2 separate regions of the Sus scrofa genome follow, and region 2 is linked to region 1. Evidence: chromatin contacts called from public promoter capture Hi-C data. All regions are on one chromosome and are shown on one strand. Each heading gives the region's core, a stretch centred on a gene start, on an enhancer-like site or on the middle of the called end of the contact. The rest is flanking DNA. Distances are from core to core; before and after follow the strand shown. Region 1 holds the start of CPT2 (carnitine palmitoyltransferase 2). Region 2 overlaps SLC1A7 (excitatory amino acid transporter 5).

What was found. Promoter capture Hi-C pulls out the DNA fragments that hold promoters and counts their contacts.
Region 2: a contact with region 1 is called in a promoter capture Hi-C map of liver, with 4 times the contacts expected there. The contact joins the enhancer-like site here to the promoter of CPT2 in region 1. A contact is called at or near these places in 1 of 5 promoter capture datasets (liver), 9 of 47 Hi-C or Micro-C datasets (embryonic fibroblasts, heart right ventricle, liver and 1 more) and 1 of 2 datasets of contacts at active chromatin or transcription factors (skeletal muscle).

The regions. Positions count from the first base shown.
Region 1 is chr6:159,058,901-159,064,139 of Sscrofa11.1, reverse strand. CPT2 (carnitine palmitoyltransferase 2) reads left to right here and starts at 2,813. Exons shown (of 5, transcript NM_001246243.1): 1 at 2,813-3,427. The coding sequence starts at 3,276.
Region 2 is chr6:159,127,522-159,132,760 of Sscrofa11.1, reverse strand. SLC1A7 (excitatory amino acid transporter 5) reads right to left here. Exons shown (of 11, transcript XM_021096614.1): 3 at 716-931. Among named protein-coding and RNA genes, the nearest start is that of SLC1A7, 24 kb to the right of the region's middle. Within about 2 kb of position 3,045, at least 13 of the 83 cell types and tissues checked have an H3K27ac peak or open chromatin away from gene starts, as enhancers often do. A contact at or near this core is called in liver, where this site is marked.

The sequences.
Region 1 (5,239 bases), core at 1,564-4,063:
TTTCTTCTGTAAAATGGGAGCAGAGCCTACTTGATCCTTCAGCTGCAGCTGAAAGCAGGAATGAGATTGCAGTGGGATGGTTTTGTGATGAGTAAGGATGATGAATCTCTGTTCACGCTGTATAATCTTGAAATCGTGTACCAGACCCTAAATCTTTGTGTTTTGAAATAAAAGCCCTTTCCTTTAGCCTCCCAGGCCTCCCCGCCAGTCACAAAAGGCTGACTCAAGCGTTCATGACGAGGAAATACAGGTACAGCTAAAAACTAGCTAAAACAGTCTCTATTTTGCTATGTCCTGCCTTCACACACTAACTTATCACTAATGTTTACTTTTTTTTTTCTTTTGCCATTTCTTGGGCCACTCCTGCGGCATATGGAGGTTCCCAGGCTACGGGTCGAATTGGAACTCGAGCCACTAACCTATGCCAGGGCCACAGCAATGCAGGATCCGAGCCGCATCTGCAGTCTACACCACAGGTCTCGGCAACGTCAGATCCTTAACCCGCTGAGCAAGGCCAGGGATCGAACCCACAACCTCATGGTTCCTAGTCAGATTCGTTAACCACTGAGCCACAACAGGAACTCCTTTCTTCTTCTTTTTTTTTTTCAATGTTTACTTTCTAGTTAGAGTTATGTTGCACTTAGGGTCTGGGTTTTCACCAATGATCTCTTCCTTGCTTAATTGCTATTTTTACTAATGGTTACTTACTAGTTAGTAATTTGCTAGTTAGTAATATTTCACCTTTACTAATGGTTACTTGCTAGTTAGTCACTTGCTAGTTAGTAATATTGCACCTCGTGTTTTCTTTTGTAATTGAAACACCCCCTAACACCCCTTCCCTGTCAGCAACCTTCATCCCAGAGAGACAAGCAAGGAAGGATAACTCTGAGGACAACCAGAAACCATCACCAGACGCACCCGTGCTGGCCTTGACGACTCTGAAATGATCTATGGATGAAAAATAACATAGATGCCTTCATCAAGAACCTTGTCTTCCGAGCTAAACCTACAAAACCCCTTGCTATCCTTTCTCAGGACAGGACACAGTTTTGAGGCTTTCGCCTACTGTGTCCTCCTTTGCCTGGCAAAGCAATAAAGCTCTTCTTTCTCTTCCTCCAAATTCTGTCTCCAAGACTTTAACACAATCTTAGAGATTGTGTACAGCGGCCGCATTTCGGCTATAAATCTTAGAGTCTGGAGTTGGAAGGAATCTTGGAGGTGATCTGGGGACGGGCAGTCTCACATGGTCCCCTGAGCATGGAAGGCTCCCTAGGGCCAGAGGCAGAGCTTCCAGTCCTTGGAAAAATTCAAGGTGAAAAGATGGTCGCGCAGAAGGGATCCTTCTCTAAAAGGGCTTTCTGCTCAGAAGCGGTGGCTGGATGGGAGACGCCATGGTTTCTGGCTTCTGCACACATTTTCTCTAATACTGGTTCAGGGGAGCCAGCAGGGCAGCTGTGCGGAGCTAATCACAGAAACGTCAAAACCCTCCTGCTGGGCAAACTTGACTGGTAACGACAACCATCACCACCATTTACTGCTCACAGCGCCAGGCACTGGGTTACCACATTCGGCCTCTGTCTGCCAGTGCCCAATTAAAATGCAGAGACATGGAGTTCCTGTCGTGGCGCAGTGGTTAACGAATCCGACTAGGAACCATGAAGTTGCGGGTTCGGTCCCTGCCCTTGCTCAGTGGGTTAACAATCCAGCGTTGCCGTGAGCTGTGGTGTAGGTTGCAGATGCGGCTCGGATCCCGCGTTGCTGTGGCTCTGGCGTAGGCCGGTGGCTACAGCTCCGATTCGACCCCTAGCCTGGGAACCTCCATGTGCTGCAGGAGTGGCCCAAAAAATAGCAAAAAGACATTAAAAAAAAAAAAAAAAAAAGAATTACTTTAAAAAAAAAGAAAAGAAAATGCAGAGACGAAATTTGGGGTAAAGGAGAAAAAAAGAGCTTTCTTGCTTTGCGGGGCAAAGGGGGGCCACCGCAGGCTAATACGTTAAAGACTGTGTTCCCCCCACTGGAAAGAATTGGGAGGAGTTTTATAGTGAAAAGGAGAAAAGCAGGTTTCCAGACAGGAATCGGGATTGGGACAAACATGCCCTCTTCTTTTTTGGGGGAATCCTAGTCGTCAAAGCTGGAGTCGGATGACCTCGGTATGATCGAGAGGGTGGTCTCCTGGGTTACTGCCTAGAACAACAGTACTCGCGAAAAGGGAATACTGATCAGAGATGACCACAAACTAGGAAAGTTCCTGAAAAACATCATGTGCCAAGAATCTTTGACCCACAGGCACCTGTGCTCAAGGTGCCTAATCTTTAGCTTACAGGTGATTGTGTTTAGGATGCAATTAAGCGAGGGAGAAGGCCAAGGAAGGACTCGAAGCGGTTCCGTTTTAAAGTATTCATTGCTAAAAGAAGCATAAGGACTATCACTTCTCTCTTAGGTGTCTGAGATGCCTAACTTATTATGTGTATTCCTTGGGAGGGAACCAGGATCCTGCCCCAAGGCTGGACGACTGTTACCTGACTGTTCCTCCCTTGTCTTTGCATCCCCTTCCTTCCCTGATCAGCAACTGTCTGAACCTGTCCCTAGGAGCTCAGGGAAGGTCATGGTGGCTGAACGAGGCCCATTTCCTAAGAAAAATTAACGTGAGGCACAGAAAGGCTTTTGTGCCCAGGAGCCCTTTTGCCACCCGGAGCCCCACAGGGTGGTGCGCGTTTCCACTGTACACACCGTTACTGCATTTCCTAACTAGGAATGTGGGAGGTGGCTTAATGGTTAGAACCTGTTTCTCAGATGAGGAAACAGGTTTAACATTTTTCCCACGATCTCCCAAGGACAGAGTCTGGAACGAATTCATCAGACTCCGAAAAGTTTTTCGCCTTTTCTTTTTCTGCCACTTCAGTTTCAATATTGTTTCGGAAGAGGAGAAGGGCGTGCCTTGGGAGCTCCTTTTCCCGCGCAGCCTAGGGAGCAGAAGCGGGAGCCACGGAGCAGAGACGGCAGCGGGCCGGCTCGCCCCGCAGTGGGCGGGCCCCTCTGAGCGGAGGGCCTGTGGGCGGGCCCTCAGTGGCAGGGCCCTTCCGTGGGCGGGGCCTTTCCATGGGGCGGGGCCTTCCGTGGGCGGGGCCCTAAGGCCGGAAGTGGCCTCGTGGACCTGCCCTAACCGAACTTGAGTCCCTGACCCGGCGTCCCGGGAACCTGAGGGCAGCGGCTTGGGCTCTGCACACCAAAACCACACGGTCGCCGCGTTCGTGCTGCTGCCGCCACCCGAGACGATGATGGCTCGTCTGCTGCTGCGCGCCTGGCCCCGGGACCTTGCTGTTGGCCTGGCAGCCCCCTGTCGGACCCTAAGCGCCGGCTTCGAGCCGGGTCAGTACCTGCAGCGCAGCATCGTGCCCACTATGCACTTCCAGGACAGTCTGCCCAGGTGAGCCCCGCCGCCCACCGCCAGCCGTGAAGCGGCCCCAAGCTTACCCCACTCACTCACGACTGTTCTGCTGAACCCTCTTCTGCCCCCAAACCTCTACCTGGGACGGTGCCGTATCCTCCAATTTGAAAATCCTGTGACTTTCAGGCTCTCCTGGCACAGGAACTTGAGAACGCTCAAATTCTCTTCCCGAATCCTCCCACTGTTCGCTTAGATTTTCTCTCTTGAACTCTTCTCGAACTTCTCCAGGAAGCCAACTTCCAATCAGATATCTAATTGTCCCTCCTACTTCTCCCAGAAAAATGTCCTACCTGCATATCTCCAGCCCTGTCCTTACTCCTCCAACTAGGGTGTCTCCCCCCCAATCCTGCCCAGACGATGGAGCAGCCAATTCCTGATGCATAATAGTTACTCTCCCTCCACTTCTCCCAACACTCCCCCTTTTGGACACCCGGCCCTCGTAACCCTCAGCCCTGCTCGCTGTGCCTCCAGTCCTGTTTATTTTAGCATCCTACCAGTCTCCCCCAGACTCACCTTACCCTCCCCCAAGTCTTCAACCTTCTAAGTCAGTCTTCACCTGGAAGCCTTTCACCGCTATCAAACCTTCCTCAACACTCCCCCACCTTCCTGCCCCTAAAAGAGCCTCCCTAACCCACATTAGCCCCTGCAACTTCAGCACACCCTCACGGAATTACAGACACTGCCCTCAGTAACCCTCCCCAAATCTTATTCACATTAGGTCCAGAGCCCACCCCAGTTCTGTGCCTCCTCATCAAAGCTACCCTTTCTTTCCACCTTGTGAAATACTTCTCCCAGAATCTACTCCCCCTGTAAAACAGCCCCCATAAATCTTCCTCTCTCTTTCCTTCGCCCGGTAGTTTAATTCAGCTTCCAGTTTTCACAGGCTTTGAACAACAGGCCTTAATCTAAACTGCCAGTTCTCTTTCAATATTAGAAATTTCCCCAAGGAGTTCCTGTTGTGGCTCAGAGGGTTATGAACAGGACTAGTATTCATGAGGATGCAGGTTTGATCCCTGGCCTTGCCCGGGGGGTTAAAGATCTGGCATTGCTGCGAGCTCTGGTGCAAGTGGCAGATGTGGCTCATATCTGGTGTTGCTGTGGCTGTGGTGTAGGCCGGCTGCTGCAGCTCTGATTCAACCCCTAGCCTGGGAACCTCCATATGCTACAGGTTCGGCCATAAAAAGCAAAAAAAAAAAAAAAAAAAAAAAAAAAAATTTCCCCCAATTCCTTCACCCTCTAAAACCAAGCTTAAACTTTTAAATTTCTCTACCTGTTCACCAGTTAGTTCCTGGTGCCGAATTCCCAATTCTTTTCTAAAGACCCTTTTACTTCCTTTCAAACCAAGCTGGCATCAGGGATGTCCCAGTCCAGGGGCTGGAGCCCAGCTCTCCCTACGCTGTGATTCGAACACAGGCTGTTAGAAGCGTCACCCCCAGCTCCTGGCTGCTGTTTTTCTCTCCAGGCAGGAACCCCTTACCCCAGTGTCATCCCTGCCCTCTCAGGACTATTATCTGAAGAGATTTTTGTGAAATGACAGTGTGCTAACATCCTAAGACAAACGACAATGAGATTATTTAGCCCCAGTCCCCCTGTTCATATTTGGCAAGAGGACAGGAAAGAGAAAGGAAAAGGTGTCTGTGGCTGGGAGTTAATCCTTGACCCCCTGTGGCTGAGCTGAGCCGTATGTGGGGGAAAGGTGAAGAATGACTGAGCCTCTCTTCGCTTGCCAAGCTCGGCAGCAGATGGCTTTTAACTTTCAGACAGGCCTGGGCCCCACCCAGCTTTAAGATC
Region 2 (5,239 bases), core at 1,796-4,295, 68 kb before region 1:
CCCCCTCCAGCGCTCTGGCCAGAGACCCTCCTGTCCTCGCAACCAGCAACCTCCCTGCCTCACCGTCTCCTGCTGATTTTGCCTCCTGAGCAGCCTTCTGCCCTCCCTCTTCCCCCAGGCCCATGGCTGCCGCCCTGGCCAGTGCCCCCCTGGCCAGTCCTCCCCTCCTACCACACGCCCACTCCCACCCACCAGCACCCTGGTGGACAGAGACAGCCTTCTGAATTGGATTGTACCACTCCTAGGTTTAAAACCCATTTCCTGTGGCCCTTAGGAGAAAATACAACGTGCGGGCTGGTTCCCAGTGCCCCTCATGGTCTGTCCCCTCCCCACGCACACCTCATGCCCCAGTGACACGGAATGGGCCACGACTTTCCCCCACCACAGCACCTCCCAGCGCAGGACCTTGGCACAACTGTCATCATCAGGAATGCCCTTCGGGTCCCCTGTCCCCTCCCATTCAGCCCACCCTACGGGGGCAGTCCGTGCAGTGTGAGACGGGCAGGAAGCTCGGGGGCTGAGGGAGCAGCAGGGCCTCTGTGGCTGCCCGCCTTGTTATCCCCAGGAGTCAAGAGCAGACCCTGAGCGCCCCATCCCCACGCCACCCCGTCCCCCCGCCCCCACTGACACGTCAGGCAGGGCCTGTGGCGTCAACAGCAGCCCCAGCCCGTTGGGGGGTGGGATGGCAAGCATTTCCAAACAGGGTGAGGGTTACCGAATGAGGTCCAGCAGGGGGTCGGCTGAGCTCATGATGGGCTTCCCACTCTGCCCCGTTGTCTCCTTCTGGGCCGCGCCACCCGGGTGGATGATGGAGACCATGACGATGCCCACGATGACTGCCACGAAGGTGGTCCACAGGTAGTACGCCACAGTGAGGATGCCCAGGCGGCTGGAGGTCTTGGCATCCAGGGAGGCGAGGCCGGACATCAAGCTGGGAGAGCGATGCGGGTCAGCGTCTGAGGCTGGGCAGGCTAGGCACCCAGATGTGCCCACGGTGACCCCTCCTGGCTCTGCCCAGCACCCTCACAGCACTCCAGGGAGTGTGTGGGTCTGGGGACCCCCCGCCCCCAGCCTCTCGCCGCTCCGCCCCTCCGCCTTGCCCAGCATCCTCGGCCACGTCCGTTCACACCTCTAGTCCTTCCCCGTCCTCTTCCCTTGTCCGGTGTCCTCTTTTTTTCCTTTTTCTTTCTTTCTTTCTTTTCTTTTTTTTTTTTAGTCTTTTTGCCTTTTCTGGGGCCGCTCCTGCGGCATATGGAGATTCCCAGGCTAGGGGTCTAATCAGAGCTGTAGCCACCCGCCTACACCCCAGCCACAGTAACACGGGATCCGAGCCACGTCTGTGACCTACAGCACAGCTCACGGCAACGCTGGATCCTCAACCCACTGAGCAAGGCCAGGGATCGAACGCACAACCTCGTGGTTCCTAGTCGGATTCATTTCCACTGCACCACGAAGGGAACTCCGCGGTGTCCTCTTAGCAGCTCCCTTCCTTGCCCAGCGCCTACCCAGCAGGTAAGACCAAGCTCCGTGCCATCTCTTTGGCGAAATCTTTTTGGACTACCTGCCTCTCCCACAGAGTTAGGAGCCTATCCTGGGGTCCCACAACCCTGGCCTTCTCTCTGTCATGACCCTGGTTGTCATTGTCACCATCTGTCTCTCTCATCAGACTGAGGACATGTGAGAAAAAGGGCTTCTCTGTGGGTCCCCAGTGCCCCGTGTGAGCTCCGGCGGCAGCCTTCGGCATGGTTACTGGGGCTTCTGAATGAGCTAATGAGTAAGAGTGAGCGACCGAGTGCCCTGGGTCCTCGTCCCAGCTCTGCCCCTTGGCTATGTCACCTCGGGCCAGCAAGTCACTCCCTCATCTCTGGGCCTCAGGATCCCCATCTATAAAATGGGGCCGTGGTTAGCTTTTTCCCCCGAGGGGTGCCACCCTGTGGCCATCGTGGGTTAGTGCCAGGGCCCAGGTTCCCCTGGTGGGGGGGTGTATGGAGGGGCTTGTGAGTTTCCTCTGGGCTCCTCTGCACCTCTGCCTGCCCTGACCCCGGCTCTCTGCCCACTGAGCTGGTCAGCCCTGGACCAGCGGGGCGGGGTGGGGAGTGAGAGAGTCATTAAGGAGATACTTTCACTTTGCTTTGCTGCCAAAAGCCTTTTTTCCCCAAAGCCCTTTCATTCTTTCAGATAAAGGAAGTATTTGTCATTTGTCTGGTTTTAATCATGTAAACAAGAGCAGATAATCCCCCCTCCTCTTAATCATAAGGCCACAGCAGGCAGCTCTAGCATCAGGGCTGAGCCCCAAAAGCCTCTCCCTAACCCTCCCCCCAGCCCTGCTGCACCCGCTGCCTGTGAGCGCCCTGCTCTCCCCCGCTTGCTGTTGCAAAGCCTCACGCCTCTTTGAAGACACAGTTTAAGGGTCCCCTCCTCCAGGAAGCCTCCCCTGACCACCAGGCAGGGGTAAGGCCCCTTCTCTGGGCTCCCGCAACCCCTGTGCTGCCCTCTGTCCCAGCCCCTCCTCACTGAGCTGGTGACTATTTACTGGAAGCGCCTTCGGGGCTGGGGCGGAGTCTGATTCAGGGCTGGGCTCACAGAGCCAGGCTGGGGTCCCCACTGGAGTGTAGTTTGCAGAAGGAAGGAGTGAATGAATGAATGAGTCGATGTCCCCTCACTTTCCATTCATCCCTGTCTGCCAGGACACCATATGTTAGGGACGGGCTTAGGGTAGGTCTTAGATAAAAATCCTGAAGGGCTCATAATGAGATTGCGTGACCAGGGGAAATGGGGGGCACACGGAAACATTATCCACAAGAAATCATCCCCCGACCAGGGCCAGCAAATCAGCCCAGGGCCAAACAGCCCTCTGACCACGACAGAAGCCCCCACAGCCACGTTCCATGACCTCAGGCTACAGGGAGGCCCCGGCCCCGAGAGGAGGCCCTGCCCAAGGTCATTCAGGACCCTGGTGCCCGGCTGGACCAGAACTCAGTCCCCAGCTCCAGGCCTGTCCTCTTTCATCCATGTAGTTACTCAGTAATTTAGCCCCTGGCTCTGCGCCATGCCCTGTGCCCACAAGACAGAGATCAAAACCAGTCCTCAACCTCAAGCAGCTCCTGGTCTGGCAGGGGGTGGTGGGGGAGAAAGACAAAGCCCACAGGACAGCAGTGGACTCAAGTAAGCTGTGGAGAGGGCAGATGCATCAGTACCCCTAGACAGGGGACAAGGCCATGCTCTCTTTATTCAGAGGAGCGAGGGATGGCTTCTAGTCCGGAGAATCAGGGAGGGCTACCTGGAGGAGGGGGCATTTGGGTTGGTTCTCGAATGATGAGGAGGATTTGGAAGGGGCAGCTGTGCTAGGCAGTGGGGCACCAGAAGCCAGCAGGGAGGCTGAGAGGCTGGAAAGTGAGGGGACATTGTGCTGTTTAATGAGGTCAGAGTCAGGTCATGTTTGAGGTTCAGTCACATGTGGGGCAGCAAAGATAGACTGAGCTCAGGAGTGGAATGCGGCCCTGCGAGCCAGGCCGGGGGGGGCATCCAGGGCAGAGTGGGGTCCAACACAACCCACGTAGAAGAATTTGCTGATGTCTGAGAAGGAAGAACTTAGCATTCCTTAGGATCTCAGAATATCAAAATAAACAAAACACACAGGGAGGTCACTGAAATGGTAGATGCAGAGGAAAAACCTGGCACCAATTTAAAACATCAACGTAGATTAGACGAAAAGTTGCAGCATAGGAGTTCCCGTCGTGGCTCACTGGTTAACGAATCCGACTAGGAACCACGAGGTTGCAGGTTCGATCCCTGGCCCCGCTCAGTGGGTTAAGGATCTGGCATTGCCGTGAGCTGTGGTGCAGGTCAAAGACGCGGCTCGGATCTGGTGTTGCTGTGGCTGTGCTGTAGGCCGGCAGCAACAGCTCCAATTCGACCTCTAGCCTGGGAACCTCCATATGCCTCGGATGTGGCCCTAAAAAAAAAGTAAAAAAAAATTAAAAAAGAGACATATTGCAGTTAAATACTCAACAAAAAAGAAGGGATGCGTCACTGGCAAGATGTTCCTATTTAAGTGGAGAAACCAAGGCGCAGATGGTTTGCAGCTCTGCCCGGAGCCCTGGAGCCACGGTGACACAGACCCCCATAGGTTTGTGTCCAGATGACCTCAGAGGTGCTTGACAGACGGTGCAGGAGACGGGTGCAGGTGGAAATCAGATCTCAGGAAGGGGCAAAGGGCCCCTGAGAAGGCCACCTCGAGGAAGAAGAGGTCTAATACGGGGGCAGTGCCAACTCAGGGACAGCCTGGACGCGGTAAGGGCAGGAGTGTGGGTTCTGGATAGAGCCGGGGGGTGGGGTGGGGGGGTCTGCAGGGAGGGTTAGGTCACGTGGCACAGGGGCTGTGGAATGGAGAGGCCCGTGGATAAACCAGACAGAGTTCCATCATCGGGACCCCTGCATCTACTCTGGAACCTCACTCCCTGTCCCCAAAGTGGAAAGCCTTTTCCTACTGGCTGAGAGGTGAGCAGCAGACGTGGGAGCCCTGGGTGGTGGGGTGGAGGAAGGAGACCCCTGGCAACAGCTGACAGAGGCAGACCTCTCCAGACTGGTGCCAGCTGTGCCAGCATGATTGCGGGTGATGGCAGAGGCCGAGGAGGACGGGAGCTAAGTGTGGAGAGGGCCTGGACTCCACGGGAGACAGCAGCTACTCCCAGAGCTCAAAGAACAGGAAAGGAAGTTCAAGGCCCTGCCATTTGGCTAATGGGGCTCCAGACTTTGGGGCAAAGCTGTTAAAGGGATCTTTCGGAGAAACTACAAGCCGGGGTTTGGGGCGGGGTGGGGGGGTTCTGCAGGGAGCGTCATGTCGCATGGACCTGCACAGCTAAACAACTAGAAAAAGTTTCAACGTGGCTGTCTTTGGGTGGCGGGGTTATGGGTAATTTTGTTTTATTTATTTACTTTGTTTTTTGTCTTTTTAGGGCCGCACTGTGGCATATGGAGGTTCCCAGGCTAGGGGTCAAATTGGAGCTGTAGCCACCAGCCTACACCACAGCCACAGCAACCCAGGATCCGAGCCGCATCTGCAACCTACACCACAGCTCAAGGCAATGCCGGATCCTTAACCCACTGAGCAAGGCCAGGCATCGAACTCAAGTCCTCAGGAATACTCGTTGGGTTCGTTAACCACTGAACCACGATGGAAATTCTGGTCATTTTGTTTTAAGTGTTCCACATTCTTGCTTATTTCTAGAACGAGCTT